Linked DNA regions of Mus musculus: regions 2 and 3 are each linked to region 1. Evidence: chromatin contacts called from public Hi-C and HiChIP or PLAC-seq data. All regions are on one chromosome and are shown on one strand. The core of a region is the stretch at or near the end of the contact, and the rest is flanking DNA. Distances in the headings are between cores, read along the strand shown.

Region 1 (4,501 bases), core at 1,298-3,797:
TGTTTACTTCCCAGTGGAACCTTTCAGTTCCCTTCCCTCCAGGATGGAGTGTTTTCTTTCTCTCAGGGAATTGCTGCACAACAGCAAGGGGTTAAGGCTTATTTCTGCAAGGTGCCCTCCCCTGCTCTGACTGGTCCTGCAGGACATGGCAATCCCACACTACTAAGGTAGATGCAGACCACTCAATTTTATCCGCAGTGATAGCTAACTCTTTACACATGTGTAATGAGCTAGACAGGTTTGTAAATGCTGGCAATATCAGGTATACTAAAGGAAGTTTTGTGACTTTTTTCTTCTTCTCTGTTACACTGTCTAATTTTCTATAGAGAATATCTTATTATTTTTGGATGGTGGATGTTTTATTAAATCATTTCTTTGCAGTGGAGATGGGTCCTCTCTGGTCTGTATTAATTCAGGGAAAATCCTCAAGGGAGATGGAAAGAGATACATTGTAGCCTTTAGAGGTGGGACAAGCTGAGGAGGTTGTGGATCTGACCCTCAGTGGAAGGATCTGACCCCACTATGATAAGCAATCTGCTCCTAACTGAATGGGAGTGGTCCCGTCCCCCTGTGCGAGCTGCTGGGAGGAAGTGGTGACTTATGTTCAGAAGATGGAGGAATCTTCTGCCTTTGGGGGGGGCGGGGCGGGGTGTGTCTCTGTGTTGGTACCTTTACAATAGTGAACCTTTGTTTCCTCTGGAAGGAAGGAAGGGAGGAAGGGAGGAAGGCTGGCTGTTGTTACTGGCTGTGGTTAAACAGAACATGGGACGGAGTGTCTCAGAACCAGCTGCACAGCGCTCCCAGACTCCTCGAGGGCAGCCCCAGACTACCATGCTTCTGTACCAGAAGCTGAGCTGTAACCACACCATTGGGACAAGAGAAATGTTGGCATCTTTGGAAGAAGCTGGCTGGCACTCTGCGGCACAGGCCGAGGGCAGCAGGAGGAGAGCCGGGGATGCTGGCAGCTCGAGTGGCTGATATGTTTGGCATTTTGGGTTGTGGCATCCGTGCTGGCCCGGGTGGGCTGTGCTGTCTGTGTCTCGTGCGGAACACGGAGATGTCAAGAAATCAAGGGGAGGCTGAGTGTGGAGGCAGAGAGTTGGAACCCTAGAATCTCAGAGGCCGAGGAAGGGGTGCACCATGAGTTGATGCTAGCATGGGTTACAGAGTGAGACTCTGTCTCAGAAAATGAATCCCAGTATTCAAGGAGCTAAGGCAGGAGGACTACCCATGAGTTCTAGGCCAGCCTAGAACCGTGAAACCCCATTTCAAGCAACCAAACCTCCAAACAACTCTAAGAAAAAGAAAACGGAGGGATAACTGTGGAGTCATTAGTGGTAGAGTTGTTAAGGCTAGACCACTGCCGCTTTTAAGGTAAGAGAAGAGAGTGGCCAGGGACTTTGGAGACCCAGAGAAAGTCTACCTCTTCCTTTGGGCTATCCTGGGCTAGCAGCTCAGTTGGAGACTCTGGGACCTAAAGATTACAGCTGGGAAACCCCAGATTCCTGGGGCAGGAGGTGAGCTGACAAGGTTCAGAGACAGCAGGGCATCTGGCCCAGAGCCACACAGCTGGCCTTGAGGAAAGCCAGGATCTGAACTCAGGTCTGCAGTTACTTACAATATGCCACTGGGCCATGGCAGGGTGACCAAGAAAGGGAGACAGGACAGGAACAGGAAGGGGGGGCCAAGGGGGAAGGGGAGGGCCTCTCAGCTAGTTTAGCTGACCATCCCAATAGGGGATCTTGCACCATGTAGCTCCCTCCACTGACAGTGACCTGTTTATCCTGAGTCTGGCCTTGTACTAGGCTGTTGGCCACCACCTCCCCCACATACTTGCCAGTCCCCTGTGTCTCCCTTAATCCATCCTAATGGAGAGTCCCCAGAGAGGCTCTGGACACTGCCCACAGTATAAGACTGCACACCTGAAGGTAGGTCTTTCTGCTGATTTCCGTGTCCTGTTATTCTAAGGCAGCCACGAAACAGGGAAGTTCCCCAATGCCCCCCCAATCCATCAAACTGCTCCCCACTTCCCACATGTGTCCAGCTGCTTTCTGGGTTTCCCACACTTCCTAGAGCAGACCTTCAGGCTGGCATGTCTCCCCCAACCCCTCCCTGCTTTCTCTTTGCTCCTCTGTCAGTCACTGTGACCTCTAGCTTGCACACAGTTCATCCTGGGTCCCAGCGCCAGGCCTGCGACTTGGCACTGGAAAGCGGCTGCCTCCCCTTTCCCAGGTTCTGTGGAGTCTGGCTTCTCTCCTGGAGAGCAGTTGGGAGCTTTTCCTGGTAAAGAAAACATCACTCAGCTTCTGAGAGAAGCCAATGGGATGAGAGAAAGAGACAGGGCCTGGTTCATTGTGGGAGAGGATGTGGGTACAGAGAGGGCCAGCCACTGGACTAAGATCACACAGCAATTTGGAGAAAATCCAGGACTGGACCTATCTGTCTCTCTCTGAGGGGATCTTTCTTCAGTCATTCTGGGTGAGGTCAGCTACTGCCTGGGCCTTGTAGGCCGGAGTGGCTGTTTCCTATGACTGTGGAGGAGGGGCTTGGCAGTGCCCTGGTAGGAGGAGGGGCTTGGCAGTGCCCTGGTAGGAGGAGGTTTTTGCCTTTGGCTCTTTGATGCTCATTCTCTCGAACCCCTGGGGAATGCCTGAGTCATCGCTGAGCGGCAAACATATTTAGCTCCTTTCATCGTCCCTAATAAATCAACTTCTCCAGGTCTCTCATACCAGCCTCCAGCTCCAGGCTGCCTGCCCCCGTGTCCTGTCGCCTGACATCTGGGCACTACAGAGACTTCCAGCCCCCGGTTCCTGGCAGTGGTCCTCTTGCTGTTTCCTCTCTCTCCCCAGGCATTCTGGGCCAGGCCAGGCCTCCTCCTCGTGCTGGGCTGGCCTCCGTTCAACAGCTGCGGTCCTGAAGCCTTTCAGAGCTCCCTGCGACTAGGAGCTGCCCGGCATGGCAGCAGGGATGAGCCACCCCTTAGCCCTGACCCTGGCGATCACCACAGCATCCTCTTGGCCCACCAGGGCTTGTGTTGGAGCCCGGGGAATTTCTCCGAATACCTTACCTCATCTTGTCTCGTATGGGTCATGTGGGTGCATGTGAGTGTGTGTAAGTGTACATGTGCACATGTATAAATGTCTCAGCATATACAGAGGTCAGAGGACAACTGTCAAGGGTCGCTTCTGTCCTACCTAGTGGGTCCTCAGGATCTAACCTCAGGTTTGGTGCCAGGTGCCTTTATCCATTAAGCTTTCTTGCTGGCCCCACTGGCCTAAGTATTTCAAATATACCTAGTTATTCCCATTTTACAGATGGGCAGCCTGAGGCACCGAGAAAATTACTTAAGACATGGAAGAGAGCGAGCCCTTGTACCCAGGCCTTCTGGGAGGCTATCTATCATTGCTGCTCCTCCACAGGAGTAAGTGGCAACGGGAGACCTGCTTGTCACCCCTCCCACCACTCCAGCCTAGGGAAGAGTCTGTGCTGAGCCCATTCCTGAGACATTGTTGTCTGTAGACAACTCCATTAAAGGTTAGTGCCATTAAAAGAGTTCTCAGGGAGGAAGATGCAATCCAAACAGGGAGCAGCCTGTTCCGTGGTGCATAGCCAGAAAGAAGGCGGGAGAGGCAGATGTGTGTGGTCTCTGTAAGGGAAGAAGAGGCCCCTAAAGGGCTGCTCAAGGCCACAGGCCCTAATCCCGCATCCATGATCCCCTCACCAGGTTCTGGTCAGGGGTTCAGGCTCTGTCCTTCCAGCGGCAGAAGAAAGTTCATCTGTGTGTGGTGAGCGCTGCCTGCTGGCCAGATGTAGCACTGCACTTTAGCAGACATGGGTTAAAACCACCCCTGGGGAGCTCTTAAACAGAGTAGGAGAGACCTCCTACTGTTCTGGTGTGGTGTGGTCCTGGGCCTTCTCTGTCCCTAGAAATACTTGTCCTTTGGGTTTCACAGTTTCAGGGTCCCCAGGGTCTGGAACCTATTGATGCTGTGCTGAGGCCTCAAGGTTTTTTGTTTTTTGTTTTGTTTTTGTTTCTGTTTTTCAAATCAGGTAATTTCAGCCAACTAACAATTATTTTGAACCCATTGTGTGCAGTTGCTTAGTAAGTGCACAGACAGACTTGCATGGATCTCACAGTCTGGCAGGATGAGGTGACTCTGAAACACAGGCCTGGCTGTCTAGCCTAGACACCCTCCTCCTGGATTCATCTGCCCAGCCCAGGCCTTCACTATCCCCTGTGCACGCCAGTCTGCACTGGTTCTGCACTGAGGATTTGCGTTTGACACAGTCTCACTCTGTAGCCCAGGCTATCCTTGAACTCACAGAGATCCAGCTGCCTCTGCCTCCCAAATGCTGGGATTCAAGGCGTGTGTCACCATACTCTGCGTGCTATTTTTGAAGATTATTATTATTTACATGCATGTGTACGTGAATGTGTGATGTGAGTGTATGTGTATGTGCATGTGTGTATGCATGTATGTGCATGTGTATGTGTGAGTGT
Region 2 (4,501 bases), core at 636-3,135, 200 kb before region 1:
GTGAATTGAAGGTGGACATTACTACATCCCACATCTACCTTATATTTTGAGACGGGGTCTCTCAGTGAGCCTGGAGCCCACTGATTGGCTAGAGTAGGAATCCTGGTACCTTCATCTCCCCAGCTCTGAGATTGTAGGAACGTGTGTTGTAAGATGGACGGTGGTGGTGGTTGTTGCCTTTAGCCCCAGCACTCAGTGGTAGTGGTAGGTGAATCATTTCTGTGAATTCGAGGGCTCCCTGGCTACACAGTGAGTTCAAGAAAGTCAAGGATACAAAAGAAACCCTGTCTCAAAAAGAACAAAACAAAACAAAACCCACCAAAAAAACAAAAAAACAAAAAACAAAACAAAAACAAGACAAAAAAAAAACCCCAAAAAACAAAACAAAACAAAACAAAAAAAACCAGGGCCAGAAAGATGTTAAGTACGGTGGCTACTCTTTCAGAGGCCCTGAGTTCAAGTCCCAGTACTCACATGGTGGCTCACAACCATCTGCAATGGGATCTGGTGCCCTCTTCTGGTGTGCAGGCATACATGCAGGCAGGACACTGAATACATAGTAAATAAATAAATCTTTTTTTAAAAATTTAAAAAATAGCTAATTAAAAAAATGAAACAAAGAAAACTCAAGGAAAGAGGAAAAAGAAAGAAAGAAAGAAAGAAAGAAAGAAAGAAAGAAAGAAAGAAAGAAAGAGAGAAAGAGGAACCTGTGTCACACAATGCCTGGTTTCTGACACAGGTGATGGAGATCACCTAATTCTGGACCTCATATTCTTCAGTAAGCACCTTACTGCCTGAGCCAGCTCTCCAGCCCAGCAAATGGCCTCTTCTTCTTCTTCTTTTTTTTTTTTTTTTTGGTTTTTCGAGACAGGGTTTCTCTGTATAGCCCTGGCTGTCCTGGAACTCACTCTATAGACCAGGCTGGCCTCAAACTCAGAAATTCACCTGCCTCTGCCTCCCAAGTGCTGGGATTAAAGGCGTGCGCCACCATGCCCAGCCTCTTTATTTTTTTTTAAAGATTTATTTATTTATTTATTTATTTTATTTAATTTTTTGTCTTGTTTTGTTTTGTTCTGTTTTTGAGACAGGGTTTCTTTGTGTATCCTTGACTTTCTTGAACTCACTGTGTAGCCAGGGAGCCCTCGAATTCACAGAGATGATTCAGACACACCAGAAGAGGGCATACACACCAGAAGAGGGCGTCAGATCCCATTACAGATGGTTGTGAGCCACCTTGTGGTTGTGGGGATTTGAACTCAGGACCTCTGGAAGAGCAGTCAGTGCTCTTACCCACTGAGCCATCCCTCCAGCCCGAATGCCCTCTATATGAAGCGGTCTTTTGTCCAGAAGCCCTGGAATCTTTGCTTCTGTGTATCCTGCCTCTCACTAAGTCCATGATACTACAGAAGCTCATTCCCTCCTATGTACTGTGGGGGAAACTGAGGCCCACAGAAGCTCAGAAATGTGGGGAACTAACGCCATGAACTCTGAGTACCTCATTTGGGGTTTGTGCCTGGACGTGGGACCTTGGTTTGAGGTTTCCCCACCATTCCTGTCAACTCCTTTGCCTGTTAACGCCCTTTGAACCCGAGATGGCTGCTTCTGCCGACACAAGGTGCAGGCAGGTGGTTTGTGAACCACTTGGGCTGTAGGCTCCTTGAGGACAGGTGGGCTTCGACCTGGGGTGGGAGAAGTGAGGCCATGAGAAACTGTGCCATCCCCAGGGTAAGCCCTCCTCTAGATGGTGTCAGTGAGACGTGCTGTGCTGCTGACAACCCTGAGGATGGCAGAGGGAGGAAAGCCAGCAGCCAGCCAGCATCCTGCTTGCCCCACCTGACACCCAGCGTGCCCTGGCTGGCGGCTGCTGTGATTCACCACCTCTGAGCCCCAGTTTCATGTGTAATCAGGAAACGGCTGCTGGAGAGCCTAGGGCACTTTCTGCTGAGCCCTACACCCTCCCAGAAGCTCAGGGAGAGGCTAAGGAGGTGGCCAGGGGGCTGTCTCAAGAATTTGCATAATTTGTTCTTTTCTTTTAGGAGGGTGAGAAATCCCCAGGATTCCATTTCCCTGGGAAACCAGCCCACCCCTTATCCATCCACCCTCTGCTGTGCCAGTTGCCAGAGCCCGAGACAAGCAGGGCTTTCCAGAAGCTTCCTGGGAGAGAGAGAGACCACTGCTTCTTTTGCTGCGGTCATTATGGAAAGTGCTTGGACGGGCACCTGGTCAGCTCGTTCAGCGGCTGCACGAGATGGCGGGCACTGTCTTCAGCATACACTGAGATATTGAATGTGTTAGCTAGAAACAGCAAAGGTGAAGGACAGAGTCTGTACAAAGGCCAAGAGAGTGTAGCGTGGGGCTAGCACTAGAAGGGAATGATGGGGAAGGGGGATTTGAAGGTGCCATTTCCCTTTCAGTGATCTCTTTGAGGAAGCCGTGAGAGACTTTTGAGCAGGGTTCTGTGGTGTATTATGAACGCTAGGATTATGGAATGGTGGCTGTCTGGAGGGGCCAGACCAGGCTCGGGGACTAGTGACACAGTAGCGCTGGGATCCTGGTGGAAGATGGGGAGATCTGGGGGCCTGAGAGATGGCTCAGTGGGTAAAGCGCTTGGTGCACAAACATGAGGACCTGCGCTCTGGATCCCAGAGCCCATGAGAAAAGCCAAGCGAAGCAGCAAACCCGTAACCTCTGGCCTCCACCTGTGCACGCAGGGACACCAGCGCACAGCACACAGACACAAAGATGGCGACACCTGAGCTAGGATAGTGGTTCTAGAGTGGAAAGTCCAGGAGTGGGACTTCCGGGAGCACACAGTGCTTAGCTGACACGGGAATGAGTGAGTGAATGAGTTCCGTGGCAGGGGAGATGGAGGAGGGTGGATTTATGGAGAGTCGGTAACTCAGAACATGGGAAGTTATTTAGTAGGGGACATTTAAGGAAGGCCTCAAAGGCTGGGTAGGAGCTGTGCAGAGGCCCACTGAGGAAAGGCAGGCCTCCCTAGACAGAGGAGGGGAAGCCTCAGTGGGAAGTATGAATGGTGAACATTAAATTAGGGGGGTGGATAATTGGGGAATCAAATATCGGAAGCCTTGGTTATCTTTCCACAGATAATTGGGGGTCAGGTTGGCAGGTAGGCTGAGAGGGGAGATTTTCAACATGTGTACTGGTTTCCTGCAGCTACGTAACAAAAAAGCAGGGAGCTGGTGGCTGAGTGCAACAGAAAGGGTGTCTTCTGCCTCTTCAGGGCAGGAGACTGAGATCAACGTGTGTGGGGCCCCAAAGACTCCAAGAGGATTGATTCTCCCCTGTCTCCAGGCTGCTTCCTTGTGGCCTTCCCTGGGTCTTCTCTTGTTCTAAGGACATGTGAGGTATCCAGATGCTAAAGTCACAGTCACAGGTTCCAGACCAAGTGTTGGGGAGCAATACTATCACAAACTAGTGCTCTCCTCTGTTCCTCTCCTCCTCGTGGTGAACTGGGTGGCCCTCAGGCACGTGGGCCACGCTCTCGGGGCAGAGGAGTGTTAAATTAATTAACTAGCCCGCCCATTCATCGCTCTCTGCCTGGAAGCTAGGACCTGGAGGCAGCAGCCTATAGGCTGCGCGCGCCACCGTGTGTCTATCTTGGAGAATGGCAGAAGGCGGCTCTCAGTCTTTGCATCTATTCTGCACATGCTTATACACATATGTGAGTGTGTGTTTATATAGATTATGTGGGTAACCCCTACAAGCCCCCCTCCCACACCGCCTTATAGCAACTCTCCCAACAAGAATCCTGACCGTCTTGGACCTTAGTCCGGTTTTGTTCTCTGTGGATGTGAACGATGCTCTAGTTCTGGTTGGTGTCTTGCATTTGGCATCTAGAAGGGCTCATCCACAGAGCTGCCACAGGTGTGCATTGACGGGCGTAGCTGTATTTGCTCACTGTGTAAGAGTTCCCCCTTTTTTTCCATCAGGTTCGCTCTTAGTGGGTATTTGAGTGGCGGCGAGGTGCTGCATCCTTTGGGGGGACCCATGTGCACACATCTGCTGCGGTTCTGCAGAGAAGTGGGGTTGTTGGGCCTGTGGTACCTGCTACCTGCTTGCGGTTTTCTCGGGGCGGGGGGGGGGCGGGGGGGATCAGGGCGTGGGAGCTGCTTAGGTTTCCGGTCTCACCAACAGTTCTCCACACTCTTGGCAACTCTCTTATTTTCTTTCTTCCTTCCTTCCTTCCTTCCTTCCTTCCTTCCTTCCTTCCTTCCTTCCTCCCTCCCTCCCTCCCTCTCTCCCTCCCTCCCTCCTTTCCTCCCTCCCTCCCCCCTTTCTTTGTTTTAGGGCAGAATGGCTATTGCACTGTGGGTAATTCACACTCCTGAGATGGAAATTTACTGTCCATGTAGACATTAGGTTTTTCCTTGGGTTCATGTTGTGTGTGTGTGTGTGTGTTTACATGCACACATGCCTGTGCATGTTCATGTCTGGCTGCATGTGTGTGCATGTGTGTGGAGGCTGGAGACAACTTCAG
Region 3 (4,501 bases), core at 988-3,487, 170 kb after region 1:
ATGATCCAGAACAGGAGGTAGCCTTCCCCTCCCCATCACTCGGACCTCATGCTCCTACCCATGCTGGGCCTGGGGGGTAGCAGAGGGTGGTGAGCGGAGGCTGAAGACAGCAAAGTCTCTCCTGACTATCCATCCTGTCCTGACTGTCCCTCCTGTCCTGACCAGCCTTTCCCCAGATACCCAGCAGGCTCCAGCACGCATTTCACCATCCTGTCCGTCCCAGTCAGGGTAAATGGTGGAGCTGCCTTGACTTCTGTAACCACATGGCTCTACCAACGATGGGGACAGGGCACAGGGCACTTGAGAGCACATGGCCTTTCTTCCACTCCCCTACAGTCCGAGGACGCCATTGTCTTTGCTGCCGTTGACTTCCATGGGGACAGTAGCTCTCAGGGTTACCCTGTGTATTTGTGTTCCCTGCAGTGTCCTGCCTGTTCGCTTGGCCTCCTGGCAAGGAGGTGTCTAGCTAAGAACGTCCTCTTGGGAGCTTGCAGGGGGCAGAGGGAGCTGTGAAGTGACGTGTGTGTGTGTGTGTGTGTGTGTTGGGGGCTAGCCAGAAGGATGAAGATGGACAGTCCTCTTGGGCCAGCAACTGAGGATACCGCTAAGCCCCATTTGCCCATTAGTTGATCTTATTCTAGATAGAGGGTGGCAAGGAGTGACAAAGCTGGATTTTTCCAATATGTTGGGGACAGTGACAAAAAGGAGGTAAACTGTCCGAGATGTGATGTGAGTCCGTGCTGTCGTAGCAACAGGCTACTGTGTGACATAAGCCTGATATGCCTAGGGGTCAGAAGGTCTGCATGGGGAAGGGCGCTGTCTTGTGTGCCCTTCTTCATGTGGCTCCCTCAGCCACCAGCCCACTCCGGGAGCTGCTTACTGGCTTCTGGTTTCGGCACCAGAGCCCATGACTGGAGTTTTCTGAATGAAGGTGCTGTGTTTTCAGCCATGACCCCTCCCTGAGTGTTGTCACTATCTCTGAGAGGCCAGAGGGAGAGGGAATAGCCTTGGGCCTAGCACTCTCTTGCAGCCTGTGCCTAAGGCCCATTAGTCTAGGTTGATCCTGTGCCAAGTGTTGTGGGGCCCCAGAGCTCAGTTTCTGCACAACAGAAACACTAGCTTCACCGGGGTAACTCAGATGGGTCACAGTAAGGCTCCTCCCAGTGGTTGTCAGTCACAGGCAGTTAGACTGGGGCTCAAAGCCTGGCTCCCCTGGTTCCTTCTTGGGCAAGACTTACCTCTCCCAGCCTCTGGAACTTATCTGAGTGTGCTGAGACTGGGATGGACTCTGAGGACGAAGTGCTCACCTAACATAGCATGATTTCTGGGCTCCACCTGGTAGCCCCCAATAAGAAAGAAAGAAAGAAAGAAAGAAAGAAAGAAAGAAAGAAAGAAAGAAAGAAAGAAAGAAAGAAAGAAAGAAAGGAAGGAAGCCATGGACATGCAAGATGGCTGAGTGGGTTAAGAGGCTTGCCGGCAAGTTTGAGGACCTGAGTTCAGTCCCTGGAACCAACATGGTGGAAGGAGGGGACTGACTCCCAGAAGTCATTGCTTCCCCTCCACAGACCTGCTGTCCCAAACAAGAGTGTGTTCTATTACACAGAAACAAACAAAGCAAAGGGCCTGGAACGAGACGCCTTCCACTGGAGACTAAATAAGATGGTGGGTGGAGACGGTACCAACCACAATCGCTAAATGGCTCTTACTCGGTGCCACACAGGTGTGGAAAGCGATTATGTGCTCCCCACAGTCGAGCAAGGGAGGCGGACTCAGATCCTGTCCTTAACCTGCTTTCTGCGGCTGTAACAAAATTGCCAAGGCAGGGAAGTTTATAAAGAATAGAGGTTTGTGCAGCTCCTGGTGGCGAAGGCTGGAAGTCTAAGAAAGCAGCATAAGACTCTGGCTTTCTGCTGAGTCATAGTGGGACAGAGGGTGTCAGGAGATGAGGCAGGGCCGAAGGGGCTTGCCTGATGGTGCAGGGTAGGGGTGGGGGCTTGAGGCCACCCACCAGTGCTTCCTTTATCTGCTAGATGAATGCATTCACCAGGTACAGCCCCTTCCTGACCCAATCACTTCCCTGAATGCCCTTCCTCCAAACGCCACTAGCCTAAGACATTGGAGAATCCAAGTGTGAATTTTGGTTTCAAGTATGAATTCCAGGGACTCACAGTTGAACGAGCCTCACAGCTTGTGGGAAGCCTGAGGCCCAGAGGCTGAGTCATTTGCTAAAAGTCCCTGTGGCTTGTGACGTCATCACTGAGCTCAGGCAGCTGGCCGGCCCCCAGGGCATGATTGCCCAGCCGTGTGTGTGTGTGTGTGTGTGTGTGTGTGTGTGTGTGTGTGTGTGTGTGTGTGTGTGTGTGAGAGAGAGAGAGAGAGAGAGAGAGAGAGAGAGAGGAAAAGAGCACTCAGTTGTACACTTAATTGTATGGTGTCTCCTCAGGAAGGCTCTCATCTCTCAGTAGAGCCATTCCCAGCCGATGGGAGATCAGGGCATCTCTGTGGCTCTCACCAGTTCCTCTGAAAGCAGCTGGGAAAGTTGCACCTCATCTCAGCCCTTCCCCTGGGATACAGGGTCCCCAGTGGAGAGTTAACTCCTTGCTCCATACAGTGAATGCCCTGGGGAGGGCAAGGCATGATGGGAAATATACAACAGAGGCCTGGGGCCTGGTCTCTGGTTATTGTGGGCTGATAAAGATAACGTCATTGCTGGGAAATTCTCTGAAGAATGTGTCCTGGAAAATCTGCTGTGTGGGTAGCAGGGGCCTGAGAGATGGAGGAAGGGAGAGGGAGACCAGGTCCTTTGGTCCAGCAATTGAGGAGTACAGGGAAAAGATGGCTGAACCCCTGTCCCCAGTGCCAGTCTAGAGACAAGGGACTCTTCTACTAGCTGGGCACCCTTGGTCCCTATCTTGTCTGTCCATTTTGTTTTCTCCTGGTTCTGCCTGCCATCCTGCTGTTCTGTTGTTCTGCTGTCCCCACAGGGTCCGCTTGCCCTTCAGTGGCCTGCAGGTGGTGGGGGTGGGGACGCGGGTCTTGTCCTTGTAAGATCTAGCTGCTGGATGCTGGGTTTCACAGAACCTCCTCACTGGGCGATACCGCAGCACTGGCTTCCCCCCTTCCAGGAACCTGCCCTCATTTCCTCTCATGTGATGTCACTCTCCTGTGACCTGCCTGACCCTTTCTGCTAACTTCCAGCCATGAGATAAGGCAGAACGACAGGCTCCAGAGGCCCCTGTAAGCCTGACTCTAAGTGGTCTTTCTGCTTCCCCAAGGCCCTGTGACTAGTGCCACTTGCAGCCACTCTGTATCAGGTCCCCCAAACCATTCTTCCAGGTTCTCTGAAATATCTGCAAGGAGGTGGGGTCAGGGGATGGCTTTCTCCTGACTATAGTTCGGCCACCACACTTACGGAGGCCTGAAGTTTGCCGAGGTCACAGAACTAACTCGTCTGGTGGCAAAGTTATATGGAGCCCGGCTCTGCAAAATGTCCTGTCCACCACAGAGCAGGCCACTGTCCCTCCCTCAGTGCTGTCTTTCTGCCCTCTGTCCTTCAGCTTGTCCATAGAAAGAGCCATGTTCACAGTGAGGCCTGACCCCTCCCACTCCTTTCTCTTATCCATGCTTCTGCCTATCCACCCAGCATCTCTCCAGCTCCTCTGTGGGAAGATGCTGATATGCCGGATTGACAGGCCTAGGAGAAAGATCCCCCTGCTAAACTCACAGGGTGGGGTGGGGTGGGGTAGCAAGGCAATCCATATGGTGCCCCGGTTCCTTCTGACTCCAGCACTTAGCTGCTGAGGTGAGAGGGCTAGGTGGACGGGAGGACCAGAGGGGCCAGAAACTCAGAGGGCCGCACCTGGGAACAGGGCTCCGAATGCCTGAATCTTACATTTGTTCTGGGATGCTCCCAGCTTCCCTGCCTGCTTCTTGGGACCCTTCCCTGGGATAGCAATGCATGATAGGTATAAGATTATCATAACCATAACACAAATTTATATATTTATAACAACGTCCTCAAGGAACAATCGGGTTCCTCTTAGCTTGAAAGGGACTGGCTTGCTCCAGGGCTCCCCCTAGTGGTGATCTCATTTGTCAAGGGCGGCTAGGCTCTGGCTCTCCCTCCCGTCTCCGGGCTTTTAACTTTCCTTGTCAGACTAACCCTTGCTCTTGCGGGTTAAGTGCCTGTGTCAGGAGTTAAATCTGATTAGTTCAGAAATGTATATTTCATCAGTTCCCTCTCAGTTTCTCACGGTAATCTGTGATCGGAAAATACTTAAGTGGAAAATTCCAGAAGTGAATCTGTTTCATTAGCTACCGCTCTCTTTAGAGCCCGATTTACAAAGAGAGATGTGTACAGGCAGAGCATAGCACAGGTAGTGTTCGCCACTGCGTGGGATTTCTGGTGTCCACGGGAGTCTAGGAATGCCTCCCATGCATAAAGGGAAAGTACTGCGATTTCTTTAAAATGCATTCTTTAAAGTAAATAACTTCTTCTTTT

Evidence for each region. A called contact is a pair of places that touch in the nucleus more often than the background predicts. HiChIP or PLAC-seq counts read pairs in DNA pulled down with a chosen protein or histone mark.
Region 2: a Hi-C map of the N1E-115 cell line shows a contact between it and region 1, with 10 times the contacts expected there. The contact joins two enhancer-like sites. A contact is called at or near these places in 2 of 15 datasets of contacts at CTCF or cohesin (the NIH/3T3 cell line and pro-B cells), 17 of 484 Hi-C or Micro-C datasets (the C2C12 cell line, the HL-1 cell line, the N1E-115 cell line and 6 more), 9 of 115 datasets of contacts at active chromatin or transcription factors (the HPC-7 cell line, the NIH/3T3 cell line, Th17 cells and 6 more) and 2 of 9 other capture datasets (liver and pancreatic islet).
Region 3: a contact with region 1 is called in a FOXA1 HiChIP or PLAC-seq map of pancreatic cancer cells. The contact joins two enhancer-like sites. A contact is called at or near these places in 1 of 15 datasets of contacts at CTCF or cohesin (large pre-B cells), 3 of 484 Hi-C or Micro-C datasets (cerebral cortex, double positive thymocytes and peritoneal macrophages), 2 of 115 datasets of contacts at active chromatin or transcription factors (bone marrow-derived macrophages and pancreatic cancer cells) and 3 of 9 other capture datasets (adipose tissue, embryonic stem cells and liver).

The regions. Positions count from the first base shown.
Region 1 is chr15:78,622,912-78,627,412 of GRCm38.p6, reverse strand. It overlaps Gm52187 (a long non-coding RNA gene), which reads left to right. Exons shown (of 2, transcript XR_003951539.1): 2 at 1-385. Among named protein-coding and RNA genes, the nearest start is that of Gm52187, 4.1 kb to the left of the region's middle. Within about 2 kb of position 2,547, at least 133 of the 459 cell types and tissues checked have an H3K27ac peak or open chromatin away from gene starts, as enhancers often do. A contact at or near this core is called in the C2C12 cell line, the HL-1 cell line, the N1E-115 cell line and 5 more, where this site is marked.
Region 2 is chr15:78,825,840-78,830,340 of GRCm38.p6, reverse strand. No RefSeq gene overlaps it. Among named protein-coding and RNA genes, the nearest start is that of Cdc42ep1, 15 kb to the left of the region's middle. Within about 2 kb of position 1,885, at least 55 of the 459 cell types and tissues checked have an H3K27ac peak or open chromatin away from gene starts, as enhancers often do. A contact at or near this core is called in the C2C12 cell line, the HL-1 cell line, the N1E-115 cell line and 2 more, where this site is marked.
Region 3 is chr15:78,447,992-78,452,492 of GRCm38.p6, reverse strand. Tmprss6 (transmembrane serine protease 6) reads left to right here. Exons shown (of 18, transcript NM_027902.2): 10 at 1-17. Among named protein-coding and RNA genes, the nearest start is that of Tmprss6, 18 kb to the left of the region's middle. Within about 2 kb of position 2,237, at least 218 of the 459 cell types and tissues checked have an H3K27ac peak or open chromatin away from gene starts, as enhancers often do. A contact at or near this core is called in adipose tissue, bone marrow-derived macrophages, cerebral cortex and 1 more, where this site is marked.